2 separate regions of the Ovis aries genome follow, and region 1 is linked to region 2. Evidence: chromatin contacts called from public Hi-C data. All regions are on one chromosome and are shown on one strand. Each heading gives the region's core, a stretch centred on a gene start, on an enhancer-like site or on the middle of the called end of the contact. The rest is flanking DNA. Distances are from core to core; before and after follow the strand shown. Region 1 overlaps FAM184B (family with sequence similarity 184 member B). Region 2 has its middle 7.4 kb from the start of TRNAA-CGC.

Region 1 (3,463 bases), core at 23-2,522, 73 kb after region 2:
TTTCAAAGTAGACCATGGAAATCACAAAATCTGATATTCCACAAGGTGGTGTGCAGTCTTATGGACACTAGAAATAATCATGTATAGGTCATCAGTAACATTAATAATATTTCCCTGTGGGTGCTTTCTGACAACACTGGCTTGTTTCATCTTATCATCACAATGAAACAGTATGAAATGTTAATGTAAGAATTTGTTTTAGCTATATATGTAAATCATATTACAAGCAAGTTATTTGGTTGGTTGGCTTTTTAGTTCATTCCTTCAGTCAGGTGTTTCAAAAGAAATGTTTTTCAAATATCCTCTTTATGCTATCCCAAGGATCAGTTTAGAAAGAAAAATATTTGGTAAACCATTCTTGGTGTGCTGAACCTTGCTTCTGTTGGACTTCTTTGGGTTGGGCTGTATCATCATCTTGTGTCCTAAAAACAAAGAAGTTTTCTTAGATGGTTTTGAAAATTATTCAGTAAACAACTTAATATGCCATCATCTTTTCAGGGAAAGATAACTACTGCTTTACTCTTAAAAAGATACTAGAATGTGATGGGTCGATATTGGTAGCTAGAAACAAGTTGTGAAGGATGAAGATGAGGAGAGAGCATCTAATTCCGTTGTGGAAACAATGCTGTCCATTATTTCACTTAAAATGAATGAGGCATATTTTGCAACATTTACTATTTAAAAGAAGAAGGAAAAAAAATATATGTATAGGCTGAACTGGGTCTTGGTTGCTGCATGGGGGCCTTCTTTAGTTGTGGCAAGCAAGGGCCACTCTAGTTGCAGCGTGCGGGCTTATTGCAGTGGCTTCTCTTGTGGTGCACAGCCTTAGTTGCCCCATGGCATGTGGAATCTTCCCAGACCAGGAACTGAACCCATGTCTCCTGCACTGGCAGGTGGACTCAACCTCTGGCTCCCAGAGAAGTCCGCAACATTTACTATTTATTTCAGGCACAAATTAAACAATAAACCCCTTTCAAAAAACAGTAAAAGAAGAAATGGTTAATGAATACAAAATTACGCTTCTGGCCTCTTCAAAAGTTACCTAATGTGCTCTGGCCTTTCAGTGAGGCTGTGAAATTAGTCTAATAAACTGAAAAAGAGAGATGATAAGTAAGTACAGTGTATACCTATCTGAAAAGTCTCTATCTGTACTTGGGAAGCTTCTTATAAAACAGTGGGAACGCAGCTTTAAAAAGGTGTGTGATAATGAGATGAACAGTGGCCAGGGTCAGGCCAGCTCTGGCTCTGGCAGTTAATAGACCATATGCTTGGGATTCTAGGCCTCAGTGTCCTCAGCTTCAAAACAAAGGGCTGGACTTGCTCAATGACTGGCAGGGAGTCCTTCCAGCTCCACATTCATTTTTGTCCAAAGAGCCTTGGGCAGGCAGGGCCTTTGGAAAAGGAACATTTCAGAAGAGGCCTCTTCTGAAAAGCAAACTCAAAGTCCATAATTAAAGATTTAGCTCTGAACAAAAATTGGGGAAGAAGGAAAATCAATAACGGGAAATCACACATTTCTGGAAGAGAAGCATGCTGCAGGGGTTTGTGGAAAACAAAGCAGTATCAGAGAGCACCATATGTGATCAACCAAACCCACAGATTAAGATTAAAATTACAAGATTATATAATGAATCTTGAGAAATAACCTTTTAATAATAGTGGGAAATTGCTGAATAGTTCTACACCAGGTCTTGTGCTGAGCATGTCCTATGGATTAACTCCTTTAGTTTCACATGAGTCTGAAGAGGTAGGTGGTATATTATCCTCATTTTAGAGGTGAGGAAACAGAGATGTCAAGTGAGCTGCCCAAAGCCACACAAGCTAAGAAATGAGGAGGACCAGAACTTGAATCCAGACTCAAGGCCAGATGATGACAGCCCATCGTTTGTGTGAACCACTCTGAAGTGATCCGCTAAGTGATTCAGTGTTCCCTGTCTACTCATCCATGGAAAAGGAAAAAAAAAAAGAGACTTTCTGGGATTTGTTATCAGGGAATAGTATCTCTTCTAAAGAACGACCTATTTCCCTTCTCATAGATAATCTTTCTTTTTGGCTGAGTTGCAGTTTGTCCAAGGCAAGGCTTGTTTTGTTATTCTTTGTATCGGCCCAAATGCTGGGTATTTAACAGGTGCCAGAAAGGAATTCTAATTTCCCTCCTGTCAACAGAAAAATGGAATCATAGCTTTGGCCCTCTGCGTGCATGCTGAGTCACTTCAGCAGTGTCTGACTCCTTGCAACCCCATGTATCATAGTCCGCCAGCCTCCTCTGTCCATGGGATTCTCCAGGCAAGAATGCTGGAGTGGGTTGCCATGCCCTTCTCCAGGAGATCTTCCCCAACCCAGGGATCAACCCCGCCTCTCTTACGTCTCCTGCATTGGCAGGAAGGTTCTTTGCCTTCCTGAGAAGCCCAGCTCTGGCCCCCTACCTTGTGGCAGTTTGCACATCTAGAGATGGCGTGGGTTTGTAGGGCCGGCTACAGCTGGGACCTGGGTCCAAGCTGGGTGACTTAGTTATTGGAGGGGCATTGATCCTGGAGCTCAGGTCACCACTCAGAAAGTTCTTAGCATAGGAAGCGAGGTTTGGCACACTGACCACTCGGCTGGGCACTTCCTCCATCTTCTTTTTCTGTTGGTATTAAAAGAAAGGCCTGTTAGTGCCACCTAACAGAAGCATTATTGTAAAAGTAGATAAGCCTGCCATGCCAGAATTACGTGAGCAAGAGACAGTATTTTTATTTATATACTGCATGCTCTTTTTTAAAGCGTTTAGTTGTGCTTTAAAAAAGGCTCACAATCTCTATCCAAAACTTCTGGCAGCAAATGTATGTTTTAATGTAAAGTTTTTAGATTTTAAAAGGCACCCTCAGCAGAAGCTGGTCCACACTGTCCTCAAATACATTAATATTTCTGGAGTGAAACTTACATTTTGTCACATGAAGAGGGATATATAAAAATTATACATGAGCTCACATGAAGTCAACTGGAGGTAATGAATTACCAAAAAATAGAAACTAGTGCTTTAGGATTTTGTGATAGCAGATGAGAAATCTGGATGTGACTATTTTCACTGTAATACATTGCAAAAATATAAAAGGAAAAAAAAGGTGAAGTGAAGGATTCTTGCCTTTCTCCTTTCTATCACCAAGATATAGCCACTATTAGTAGTGACACATGTATAAAAAGTTTGGAAAATTTTAAAAACTCATAAAAAATATATGTAATCTGCCTTGTCAGATATAAACAGTTTGCTAGTAATTTGTACTATCTCCTGGGGGTCTTATTTTCAAAGAATATTTCTCTAAATGAATGCGAGACTGTTGATAAATAAGCTACCATTATCTTTGGGAAAAATGAAGCCAGCAGAATTATGTAATGCATTAAAACCAGTAGGACCAATTTACCTTCATGGAAGGGGTCAAATACCCTGGGTGAGGATTGAAAGAGAAGGATCGATTCCGATGGG
Region 2 (3,364 bases), core at 337-2,836:
TGTCCGACTCTGTGTGACCCCATAGATGGCAGCCCACCAGACTCCCCCGTCCCTGGGATTCTCCAGGCAAGAACACTGGAGTGGGTTGCCATTTCCTCCTCCAATGCATGAAAGTGAAAAGTGAAAGTAAAGTCGCTCAGTAGTGCCCAACTCTTAATGACCCCATGGGTTGAAGCCCACCAGGCTCCTCCGCCCATGGGATTTTCCAGGCAAGAGTACTGGAGTGGGGTGCCATTGCCTTCTCCGTTATCTAGCATAAATAAATAAATGTGATGTATAAGAATAAATATTCTTCAGCCTTAAAAAAAAAAAAGGAGGAGTGGGAGGTGACAGGGAGGTTCAAGAGAAAGGGAACATATGTTTACTTATGACTGATGCATGTTGATGTATGGCAAAAATCAACAATATTGTAAAGCAATCATCCTTCAAGTAAAAATAAATAATTTTTTTTTTAAGAAAAAGAAAAAACAACAAAAAAAGGACATTCTTCCATTTGGGACAACATGAGTGAACTGGAAAGTCATACTAAATGGAAAAAGTCCACACCAAAAGGAAAATAGTATATTATCTCAATTATGTGTGAAAAATGAAATTCTCTCAGTTGTGTCCAGCTTTTTTGTGACCCCAGGGAATTCTCCAGGCTAGAATACTAGAGTGGGTAGCCTTAATCTTTCTCCAGGGGATCTTCCCAATCCTAGGATTGAACCCAGGTCTCCTGCATTGCGGGTAGGCTCTTTACCAGCTGAGTCACCAAGGAAGCCCAAGAATACTGGAGTGGGTAGCCCATCCCTTCTCCAGGGGATCGTCCTGACCCAGGAATCAAACCTGGGTCTCCTGCGTTGCAGGCGGATTCTTTACCAGCTGAGCTACCAGGGAAGCTCACACAATTATGTGTGGAATCTACTAAAGTCCAGCTCACAAAACACAAGAAAGTATTCATAGATAGGAACTTGCCTGGGAAATGGGAGATGCTGGACACGAGTTACAAAAATTAGGTTATGCAGAATGAATTAACTCTGGAGATCTAAGTACAACCTGCTGAAACAGTAAATTATACAAGTATTGTATTTGAGTGTTGCTAAGATCCACGAGGCAGGGGTATGGGGACAGGAGGAAGAGGCTCAGATGGAAAAGGAAGAAGGACGTTTGGGGAGAACTCTCCAGAGAAAGAAAGGGAAAGAGAAGCACAGCCAGAGTGCCTAAATACCAAGGCTTTTACAAGCTCCACATTGACAAATCCCAGCCCGTTTGTTTTTCAGACACCAACACTCACTTAGGCAAGCCAGAGTCAAGCCAGGTATTTGTGGGTCCCGAATCTGCCTCTAGAGAAACAAAAGGCATCAGTCCGCAGTACGCCAGCCTCTCAGGCAACTGGGCAACCCGATTAAGCTGGAAGTGTCCCCATCAAATGCCGAAGGCAGATTTCTTCCCACTCTGTGAGGCGAGGCAATTTGAGCCAGAGTTAGTGGCTCCGGATAACCAACCCTCCTCTTTGGGCCCTTCCTTGGGTTTTGCCAACCCCATCTCAGAGCCTGGAGGTGTAAAAGGGAGCCTCGGGTAAGCTCCGCCTGTGCTCTGCCGCCCTCTAGCGGCTTCCGGCTCTAACGTCATCTCTCATCCCTTCCTCCGCCCTCCCTCCCTTTCACCAGCCTGGCAGCTGCGCTGGTCCATCCTCAATACACCTTGGGTTTTTTTTTAAATTCAGGAATATTGGACTTGACCAAAGGCCACTTGACAAAGACTATTTCTAATCATAGACAGAAAAAAGTAAATGACAAGAAGGAAAATGTTCTTTTATTGTGGTTGAAGAGGTGAAAGTGTTAGTCACTCAGTTGTGTCGACTTTTAGTGACCCCATGGACTGTATCCCAGGCCCCTTTGTCCAGTGGGACTCTCCAGGCAAGAATAATAGAGTGTATAGCCATTCCCTTTTCCAGGAGATCTTACTGACCCAGGGATAGAACCCAGGTCTCCTGCATTACAGGCAGATGCTTTACCATCTGAGCCACCAGCTCTTGAACATGGGCTGGGTGTAATTACTCCTCGGGTTAGTTCTACCCTCACTTTGGTGGCAAGGCACCTGTCTACGTGTTCACACTTTCTTAGTGTGTCAAAAAGAAAGATTTATGATAGGATAGGTTTGCATTTGAATTCCAGCTTTCCCTCTTCTGGCTGTTGTGATCTTCAGGGAGTTTATTCTCCTCTTAAGCACTGTTTTTGCTAAATGGAGATAATAAAATCCACTTTGCATAACTTTTAGAGGAAGATCTCCTGGAGGAGGGCTTGGCAACCCACTCCAGTATGCACATTATTTTTAGGCTCCTCCCATGACCTCTTTAAGTCATCTTATGAAGGCTTTACAACTGTTTGTATCCTTACCCGAGTACGTGGGAAGATTGCACTTTCCCCTCCCCTTAATGTACTTCGGGGCTTCAGTGGAAAGAATACACTTGTTAATGCAAGAGACATGAGTTTGAACCCGGGATCAGGAGGATCCCCTGGAGAAGGAATGGCAACCCACTCCAGAGGGGCCTGGTGAGCTACAGTCCCTGGGGTCTAAAAAGAGTCCGACACAACTTAGCAACTAAACAACAACCAAGTTATTCCACATATTAGCAACCATAGATCCTGTTTATTCTACCATCTAAACTTAAAAAAAAAAAAAATCCAACAATTTTCCTTTCAATTCCCAGTGAACCTCCTAGTCAACCAGTCTCATCTGCACCCCCATGACATTGTGCCAGGTGGTCTCTTTATACAAACTCAGCCCTTCCCAGATTCTATTTTCTGCAGCACAGCCATAATTCCCCCACTTAGAACCATTCCCCATTGCCCTTCCAGTGAAATCCTTAACATCACGCAGGACCCCGGGCTAATCTGTCTGCTCTCCTCTCTCTCACCCTCATGTTCTCTGCTGCAGCCCCCTGACTTTTCTTATTTCCTTCAGAATATAGTACTTCTTTTGTGTCCCTTCTTCCCACCGGCTCTTTAGTGGCAGGACACGTATGTGATTTACTTTCATGTGCTTATGGCCTAGAACAGCACTTGGAATACAGCAAGTTGTTGATGAATGAAAGCTCCTGTGTTCAGGACCTCTTACTATGTAAATAAATGAACACACACTTAGCACAGAAGAATTATCATCCTACTAGAAAGAAACCCAGAAAGAAAATGATGATGGTTTTAAGAAGCTCACTAATATTGGTAATATTGCAAGTATAGTACCAGGATTCTATCATTTCAATTATCACTTTGATGATTCCACCTGTAAAGACTTACTAAATGTTTATTTTTTGAAGCTCAATCAATTGTAGACTAGGCCCTATTGTATTAATAAGAATTTAAGATTCATCAGTAAACAAAAT

The links. Hi-C and Micro-C count contacts between places; a contact is called where the count stands out from the background.
Region 1: a Hi-C map of hypothalamus shows a contact between it and region 2, with 3 times the contacts expected there. The contact joins two enhancer-like sites. A contact is called at or near these places in 7 of 16 Hi-C or Micro-C datasets (blood, hypothalamus, liver and 2 more).

Annotation. Positions count from the first base shown.
Region 1 is chr6:37,857,244-37,860,706 of ARS-UI_Ramb_v3.0, forward strand. It overlaps FAM184B (family with sequence similarity 184 member B), which reads right to left. Exons shown (of 17, transcript XM_042251262.2): 15 at 3,402-3,463; 16 at 2,427-2,626; 17 at 1-422. The coding sequence ends at 329. Among named protein-coding and RNA genes, the nearest start is that of MED28, 14 kb to the left of the region's middle. Within about 2 kb of position 1,273, at least 7 of the 54 cell types and tissues checked have an H3K27ac peak or open chromatin away from gene starts, as enhancers often do. A contact at or near this core is called in hypothalamus, where this site is marked.
Region 2 is chr6:37,784,390-37,787,753 of ARS-UI_Ramb_v3.0, forward strand. No RefSeq gene overlaps it. Among named protein-coding and RNA genes, the nearest start is that of TRNAA-CGC, 7.4 kb to the right of the region's middle. Within about 2 kb of position 1,587, at least 9 of the 54 cell types and tissues checked have an H3K27ac peak or open chromatin away from gene starts, as enhancers often do. A contact at or near this core is called in hypothalamus, where this site is marked.